2 separate regions of the Rattus norvegicus genome follow, and region 1 is linked to region 2. The links are chromatin contacts, called in public Hi-C maps. All regions are on one chromosome and are shown on one strand. The core of a region is the stretch at or near the end of the contact, and the rest is flanking DNA. Distances in the headings are between cores, read along the strand shown. Region 1 overlaps Itpr2 (inositol 1,4,5-trisphosphate receptor, type 2). Region 2 overlaps Itpr2 (inositol 1,4,5-trisphosphate receptor, type 2).

What was found. Hi-C and Micro-C count contacts between places; a contact is called where the count stands out from the background.
Region 1: a Hi-C map of the Rat2 cell line shows a contact between it and region 2, with 5 times the contacts expected there. The contact joins two enhancer-like sites. A contact is called at or near these places in 3 of 12 Hi-C or Micro-C datasets (the A7r5 cell line, the Rat2 cell line and mammary epithelial cells).

What each region holds. Positions count from the first base shown.
Region 1 is chr4:180,909,078-180,913,104 of GRCr8, forward strand. The region is part of intron 37 of Itpr2 (inositol 1,4,5-trisphosphate receptor, type 2); the gene reads right to left. Among named protein-coding and RNA genes, the nearest start is that of Itpr2, 220 kb to the right of the region's middle. Within about 2 kb of position 2,369, at least 43 of the 93 cell types and tissues checked have an H3K27ac peak or open chromatin away from gene starts, as enhancers often do.
Region 2 is chr4:180,807,218-180,810,975 of GRCr8, forward strand. Itpr2 (inositol 1,4,5-trisphosphate receptor, type 2) reads right to left here. Exons shown (of 57, transcript NM_031046.4): 54 at 2,384-2,549. Among named protein-coding and RNA genes, the nearest start is that of Sspn, 180 kb to the left of the region's middle. Within about 2 kb of position 2,149, at least 4 of the 93 cell types and tissues checked have an H3K27ac peak or open chromatin away from gene starts, as enhancers often do.

The sequences.
Region 1 (4,027 bases), core at 1,119-3,618, 100 kb after region 2:
TGTAAATTGTCAGACATAGACCAAGATTCTTTTTTAATATCTATTTTAATGTGTGTGTGCGTGCACGTGGGGGGGTGTGGGTGTGCCTGAGTACATGTATGTGTACACATGCATACGAGAAGAAATCAGAAGTGTTGGATCCCCTGAAACCAGAGTTATGGGCAGTTGTGAGCCCCCATGTGGATGCTGGGAACCAAACCACGGTCCTCTGCAACTAAAAAGTACTCTTAACCACTGACCCATCTCTCCAGTCCCTATTCTACATTCTTTATGGAATAAAAAAAAAGAGAAGTACTATTTGGCACAATCTTCCTATAAATGTTTTCACTCTGTAGAGCCCACAGGAGGGCCAAGCTTAGTCATCCACATCGGAAGCACAGCATAAATAGAGGTGTGGAGATGGTGTCTCTGAAGGTGCAAACATCAGACAGGAAGTAGATGTGAGCCTCACAGCACAAGCACCAGGGGCTGGGGAGGTGTCTCGGCAGCTGCTGTGCTTTCTGTGGGAGCCTATGGGCTGGAGTTTGGATTCCTGGGATCCTTGGGGAGGACGAGTGTAGCCGTGAACTGTAACTGCAGCCTCAGAAGGCAGAGGGGAGCCCCAGAGCATGCTGGGAGACTAGCCTCATGAGAGAGAGCTCTGGCTCTGGCTGAGAAACCTGTGTCAGGAATGAGGTGAAAAACCAGCTGGGGATGATTTGATATCAGTTCCCAGCCTCCATGTGCACCATGCAAGGATGAGTCCGCCACACTCATGCAAACATGCACATACATGCGCATACATGTGAAAATTGGATAAATCAAAAGCAGACCTTCTGGAACCTGCATTCCAAGTGCAATAATCAGCATTGCCCTAAAACGCAGCCGTGGGTGTGGACTACTTGCACAGCTGTGTGAAACACATAGCGATCTGTTTGGAACCCATATCCTGTCATCTCTAGCAGGCTAAGCCTGCCCTGCTTCCCTTTGGTCCAATGGAATAACCTCTTACAAACATACATTCTGCTGGCAGGAAGAGTAAATTACACGTATGTTTGTCAAACGTCCCATATAAGTCAGAAAAGGGCCGATTGCTATAATCTGGTTTAGAGTGTGTCAGAAAACAATACACAGAATCCGCATGCGATAAGGTTGGACTAGAAAGGGGCATTCAACAAACTCTCATCCCGAGAAGGTTTGAACAAATAAGAGAAAAGTTAAAAGACCTTTTGCAAGAGAAAAACAAACAAACAAAAAAGAAAACCCAAAAAGAAACAAAAATCCAACAACATTGGTTTTGTTATAGTTTAGGAGGAACCCACCCAAAATCACAGGACTGAACAGCTAATCCCTGTTGACGCAGCAGAGTGAACAGAGTTTGGGCACCGCACTTCAGGGCCTTTGATTTCTACTCACAGACATTAGCCTCGGTCTGACTGCTGAAATCCTGACTGCGGTCAGGAGAGCCGAGCTCTGGTTGGCTCTCTTCGGGGTTCTCCCTGAGGCCAGGGAAGATAAGTGAGCCCTCAGTCTCTTTCCCAGGCTTCTGTCTCCCAACACTGACCCCTGCCTTCCTGCACCACCCCAGATCTCCTTCCGAGAGATGCCGTCTAGAGTCTCGGCCATATAAGAAGGGTTAATTTCTGACTGGTTCCAATTCCATAACTCTCACAAAGAAAGTGAAATCTGCCCAATGTTAAAAGGCTATTTGAGGAGCCAGAAAAATGGCCCCACAAAGACAAAGGCCCCAAGGGGTCTGGCAGCCTCTCTGGCCCGTGTGGATACTTGCATATGCAGGTGCACATACACAAATAAAAATAAAAATCTTAAAAAAAGTCCACTTGAACTCATAATTTAATTTTTTCCTCACTAATGTTCCTTAAAATCACAATTTTCCTTCATAGACCATGCACTTGGGGAAAAATACGGGTAGTTGTCTACACAAATTCCCAAAAACTAATGTCCAATGTGTTGCTTTTTTAGTAGTAGTAGTAGTAGGAGTAGTAATTGTTGCTGTTGTTGTTATATTAATTGCTGAATCATCATAAAAGTATTTTTGAGTGATGTGGGACAAGTTTCTCTAGTGAGGAGGACTGAGTTGCTTCCCTCCACTATGTTACATAACCCTTATTTTTGCTCTTCAGGAGCATAATAAGATACAGACAGACAGACAGACAGACAGACAGACAGACAGATAGACAGCACTCATCAGTTGTCTGCAGCTGATCAACATCTGCTTTCTAGTACAGAGCAGTCAAAGCTTCTCTCCCGCAGACTCCCGGATCGTTCAGAGCAACCTGACTGAATTTCAGGCAACGGCATTGCACAGCACATGACTTGTCTCCAGTGAAGCACAGCGCCAGACGCTGCAGGCCTTACATAACCACAGGCTGTTGCTGGCAGAGCTGCCTCAGTGGCTCGACCATCCATGTCTCCTCCCGCCACACCCTGCAGCTCTGATCCGCAGCGTCCACATGTGCAGTCACGTGTCTGGGGACTTTCTTGGCAGCAGACACAAGACTCGATTTCCTGCCTACCCATAGGAAGAGGTCATTTTAAAGGTGGTCACACCCTGTGTATGGATCAGATCGGGACAGAAGTCATCACAAGCCACAGCAAAAGCAGGTGTCAAAGGTCTGCTATTCAACTCTCCCCCTTTACACTGAGGCTGCACAGGGATAATTTATTTAAGATGTTACAGCACGTGGGCTGGAGAGATGGCTCAGCCGTTAAAGGCTAGGCTCACAGCCAAAAATATAAGATGTTACAGCACGTATAATCAATTGTCAACCATAAGAGCTTCGCCCAACATGAGCCCCAAGGAACAACAAACTCCAAGCACCAGACGCACATGTTTCTGTTCCCAGAGCTCAGACAGAACACGCACTGTCACGAGGTATCATGAGTCTACCTAGTTTCCCAGTGATGTTACTCTGTTACTACAGAGCTCTCATGGATGTAGTGTATGTGTCTAAACATCTACTACCCCTCCTTCCCCCGGCAATGTTACTCTGTTACTACAGAGTGATCAGGAACTCGATGTATCTAAACATCTACCCACCCCTGAGAAATGTTACTCTGTTACAACAGAGCAATTATGAACGTGATGTGTCTAAATATCTACCCACCCCCAGGCCTTCTCTGGTGTTTTATTGCTAATGCTGGGCCCTAGTGTAAAAGCATTGAATGCCAAATGAACACCTATCCTTTTCTGCGTTCAAAATCTTGAAAAACATACAAAGTTCCTGAACCCAGGTATGAGGCAATCTGTGCCTATTATTTTCAAAAACAAGAGCTTGGCAGACAACTTGTGACAACTTGACACAAGGAGAGGAAACAGAATACCCACAAAATACACAGAGGAAGTGACGAAAACATGCTTCTAAGATTCTGAGATGCACCTATGTTTATTAAATACCAAAGTAATACCAAAGGGCACCATGTAACATTACAGTAGCTAAAATTAGGCAGGCAATGAGCTGTCTAAAATAACACCGACTAGAATTCTGAATAAAACTTGACTGTATCAGTATAACGAAATTTAGGTAAAAAGATAGTTTTGATCTCATCTGGCTTGAACATTTAAAATTACATAGTTAGAATTCAAAATATAAATAAGAAGAAATGAAAACATTTATATAATTTAAAGGTTTTTACTGGACTACTCCAAGAGACATCATTTATGGAACAGTGACGCCTACTGGTCACCTGCGATACTACACCCAATGGCAGCCCAGCTCTATGGTCTGCCCATTGACATCTATGGAGGAGGAGGTGGCGGTGGGAAAGCCATATATACAGGTGGCAAAGTTGGAGTGATCAAAAATTGTGAGGACAGTAAACCCATGCCCATCACCTGCACACGCACAGGCTCCTGCTTTCAGGTTTTGACTCCAGGAGCTATGTTTTTCACAGGCTTCTCTGAACCCAGTCTCAAATTTAAACAGTCTATATATTAATCTCCCGGACCCAAGCAATAAGCTGTTATGGGGGGAGTAACTTCTATCTAGAATTATTATGCTGTCAGAGTTCTCTTGGTACTTGTTAA
Region 2 (3,758 bases), core at 899-3,398:
TCCTTCCTTTTCCCAGCTCCTGAGTGGTTGTAGGACACTCAGGGTTTACCACCTGGACCACCTTTCCCTCATGCAGTGCAGACATGGACGTGAGATTCTCCTTCAGGCTCAATTTCCTTCTAGCAAATCTGTGCTCAGTGTTGGGCAGCCTGCTCTGTCTAAACCACAAAAGCATCCCAAGTGACAAAACCAAAGGCCAGGGTCTTCCATTCACACTTCTGGCCTGCCTTGCTCTGGCAGAGCTGACCACAAATTACATGTAATATGTGTACACACACAGACACACAGACACAGACACAGACACACAGACACACACACACACTGTGATGGTTTGTATATGCTTAGGCCAGGGAGTGGCACTATTAGGAGGTGTGGCCTTGTTGGAGTAGGTGTGTCACTGTGGGTGTGAGCTTTAAGACCCTCATCCTAGCTCCCTGGAAGCCAGTCTTCCACTGGCAGCCTTCAGATGAAGATGTAGAACTCTCAGCTCCTCCTGCACCATGCCTGCCTGGATGCTGCCATGCTTCCTGCCTTGATGATAATGGACTGAACCTCTGAACCTGTAAGCCAGCCCCGATTAAATGTTGTCCTTATAAGAGTTGTCTTGGTCATGGTGTCTGTTCACAGCAGTAGGACCCTAAGACAGACAGACAGACAGACAGACAGACAGACAGATATACATGTACCTATGAATATGAGAGTGGGTGGGGAGGGAGGAAGAGGAGGAGGAAGAAGAAGGGGGAGAGGAGATATCATCCCTGAAGGCACAGAAACTGCCAACCCCTGACACTTGCTTTCCCTCATGCTGAGCGGCACAGGCCGGCTCTCTTTACAACAACTCTGTCGACATTTATGCCAACGACCTGGGAGTCTGTCGAAATGCACAGACTCAGGAACCCCTCCACACTTTCATCTCAGCTCACAGGCACGGGTGTCTTGGTCATAAAACCAGGCTCAGGAGGAGACTCTCCACTGTGCCTAGAGCTACCCAGAGGCTCTGGAGTCCACCATGCACGTCTCTGCATGGCCTGGCTTGCCGCTGCTGTTTCTGGGACTGTGCTCAATCTGGGCCAAGGCCCGTGCCCACCAGCCAAACCTCCAGGCAGAACCCCAAAGGGCTGCTCAGGAAATCACCAGCGACTGATGGGAATCCGGGTGCCAGAAGTGAGACGGGGCCAGCATCTGTCTGTCCTGCTCGGCCAACCATGCTGGGGCCAGTGGTGCAGAGTGCACACCACAGTGCCCTCTCCTCCAGCCTCCTCGCATCACATTCTCCCTCCTGACTCTTCGAGGAGGTTGCTCCTGCTCGTACTCCACTCGTCCCACAGCTGAGCTGGCACCTTCCTCCATGTTCCAGCTCTTCCTGTGGGGGGGGCTGCCTGCTGCTGTCCACAGAGAAGCTACACTGGCTCATGCTGGGGTACCCCCCCCCCATGCTCAGTACACAACTCGAGTCCAGTACGCTACAGGTAAAATCCGGGTACTCCTACCTCACTTCCCCCACATGCTCAGCCACTTGGCTACGCCCAGGTTCCATTTCCACATTGGGATACAAAACTCTGGAGCTGGAGAGATGGCCTAGTGGGTAAGAGCACTCACAGCTCCTCGCACCTACACAGTGGCTCACAGCTCACACACACACACACACACACTCACTCACATACACACACTCAAATACACACACACTCACACACACTCACACACACATACACACACACTCACATACACACACACTCATACACACTCACACACTCACACACACATGTTCTATAGTATTTATGTGTTCTGTGACATGCATACTGTGTTAAGAACATGTGTGTAGTGTAGGTATCTGGAACATTATGGTAAATGTATGTGTGTGCGTGTGTGTTCTACAGTGTTTGTGTGTTCTGTGATATGCGTGTTGTGTTATATACATGTGTACGGCTGTAACATTGGAAGAATGCCTAGTTTTGCTTCTAAGATGGTGAAACCAATGAGTAGAATCTTTATATTCATAATCTAGCAAAATAAAAGTCACTGCATAATATACATGACATGCTATTGTGATTAAAAACCCATTTGCCAGTTGGTGGAGCCTCCCGGCATCTGGCAGCACACTCAGCAGTCAGAGGCCTGTATAAACTGCAGAAATAATGACAGGACCGTTTGGGATGGTTCGTCCATCTATTTATAGAAGCACAGAATGCCAGTCTCATGCCACAATGTTACGTAACCTGAATTGTATCCAGCCCTCACGATACAACTTTTCCTAACACATGAGAAATGAAAATCACTGTTATTCCCCTTCCGGCTGGACAGTTTGCCCACCTGGGGATGAGTCACCCACCTCTTGTCATAGCACAGTTTGTGTGTGTGGGTGTAGGGGTGGGGTGGAACCTACCACAGATGAAGCAGGTTGTCTTGAGAATTTCTTCTTTCTTCTGCTTCTCACTCCTGAGGTCAGCGAAAGTGTCAATGATTACACCAAAAATCAGGTTAAGGACGATGATGATGACGATGAAGAAGAAAAGGAGGTCGTAGACCACCCGGGCAGCAAACAAAGGCTCCTGCAACAGAAGTGTGGAACATGCATAGAACACACACACACACACACACACACACACACACACACACACACACACACGCTGTGTGGCATAAAGTAGATGTTCAGCAGTTGTCCTCCCGGTAAACACATATAGTGGTCACAGCGAGGAAAATGGAACGGCGTTCTGTCTGTATTTTCCCACCACTGAGGGACAATGTCTTAGGCCTGCTCTCAGGATTCTTCCATTTCTCTTTCTGCTTTTACTAGCTGCATTTTCACAGTGAGCGCCCCACTGTGGTTTAGATGTAAAATGTCCAACACAGGCTCACATCTTTGGACCTTTGGCCCTCACCTGATGGTGCTGTTTGGGGTGGAGGTGGGGAAACTGTCAGGAGGTGGAAGCTCACTGGAGGAGGTGGGTCATGGGGCGGTGAGGAGGTGGAAGCTCATTGGAGGAGGTGGGTCACAGGTGGTCAGGAAGTGAAAGCTCATTGGAGGAGGTGGGTCACGGGTGGCCAGGAGGTGGAAGCTCATTGGAGGAAGTGGGTCACAGGGTGGCCCTTGAGGACTTACAGACCTCACTCTCTGTTTAAGTGGTTGCCTGGCTTCTGTACCCAGCACAATGTCTCCTCCAGGATGCTGGTATGACCCCGCAGGACTGTAAGCTAAGAGGAACACTTCTTTCCTTAATTTGCCTGCATTGGGCATTTTGTCACAGCAGTGAGAAAAATAATCATGCAGGTCTATCCTAGACACCAAGCTAGAGGGAGTCAGACGCATGGCTAGCTGAGGAAAACCTGGCGATTTCTCAACTTCTGTAGCAGATTCCTCCTTGTTCTCGAACGGCCAAGTACGTACAGCTCACGCGCATCCTATCTGGACACAATATTAAAGCATATTGGAGCCCATGGGGTCCAGTTGTTTAATACAAGAGAGCCGAGGCTATTGGCAAGATGGATGGACGTTATATAACAGGCCAGCGGCAGATGAGAACTGTGTGGGCTTCTCGTCTGCGCCTCTATGTTTACAGTTCCTGAGAGATGTTTCCGCCTTGCAGCTTCAGTGTACGAAATCCTGTTAGAACTCATCCGTCCTTTGTATTCATCATGGTAAATAATGGGTGCTCTCCCCTTGCAGAAGCAGAGCAAATCCTTGCACCTGGGAATTCTGTCGACACCGACAGCTGTGATTTACGTAACCCCGTTGGTGCCTACAGAGTTGATGGCCATGG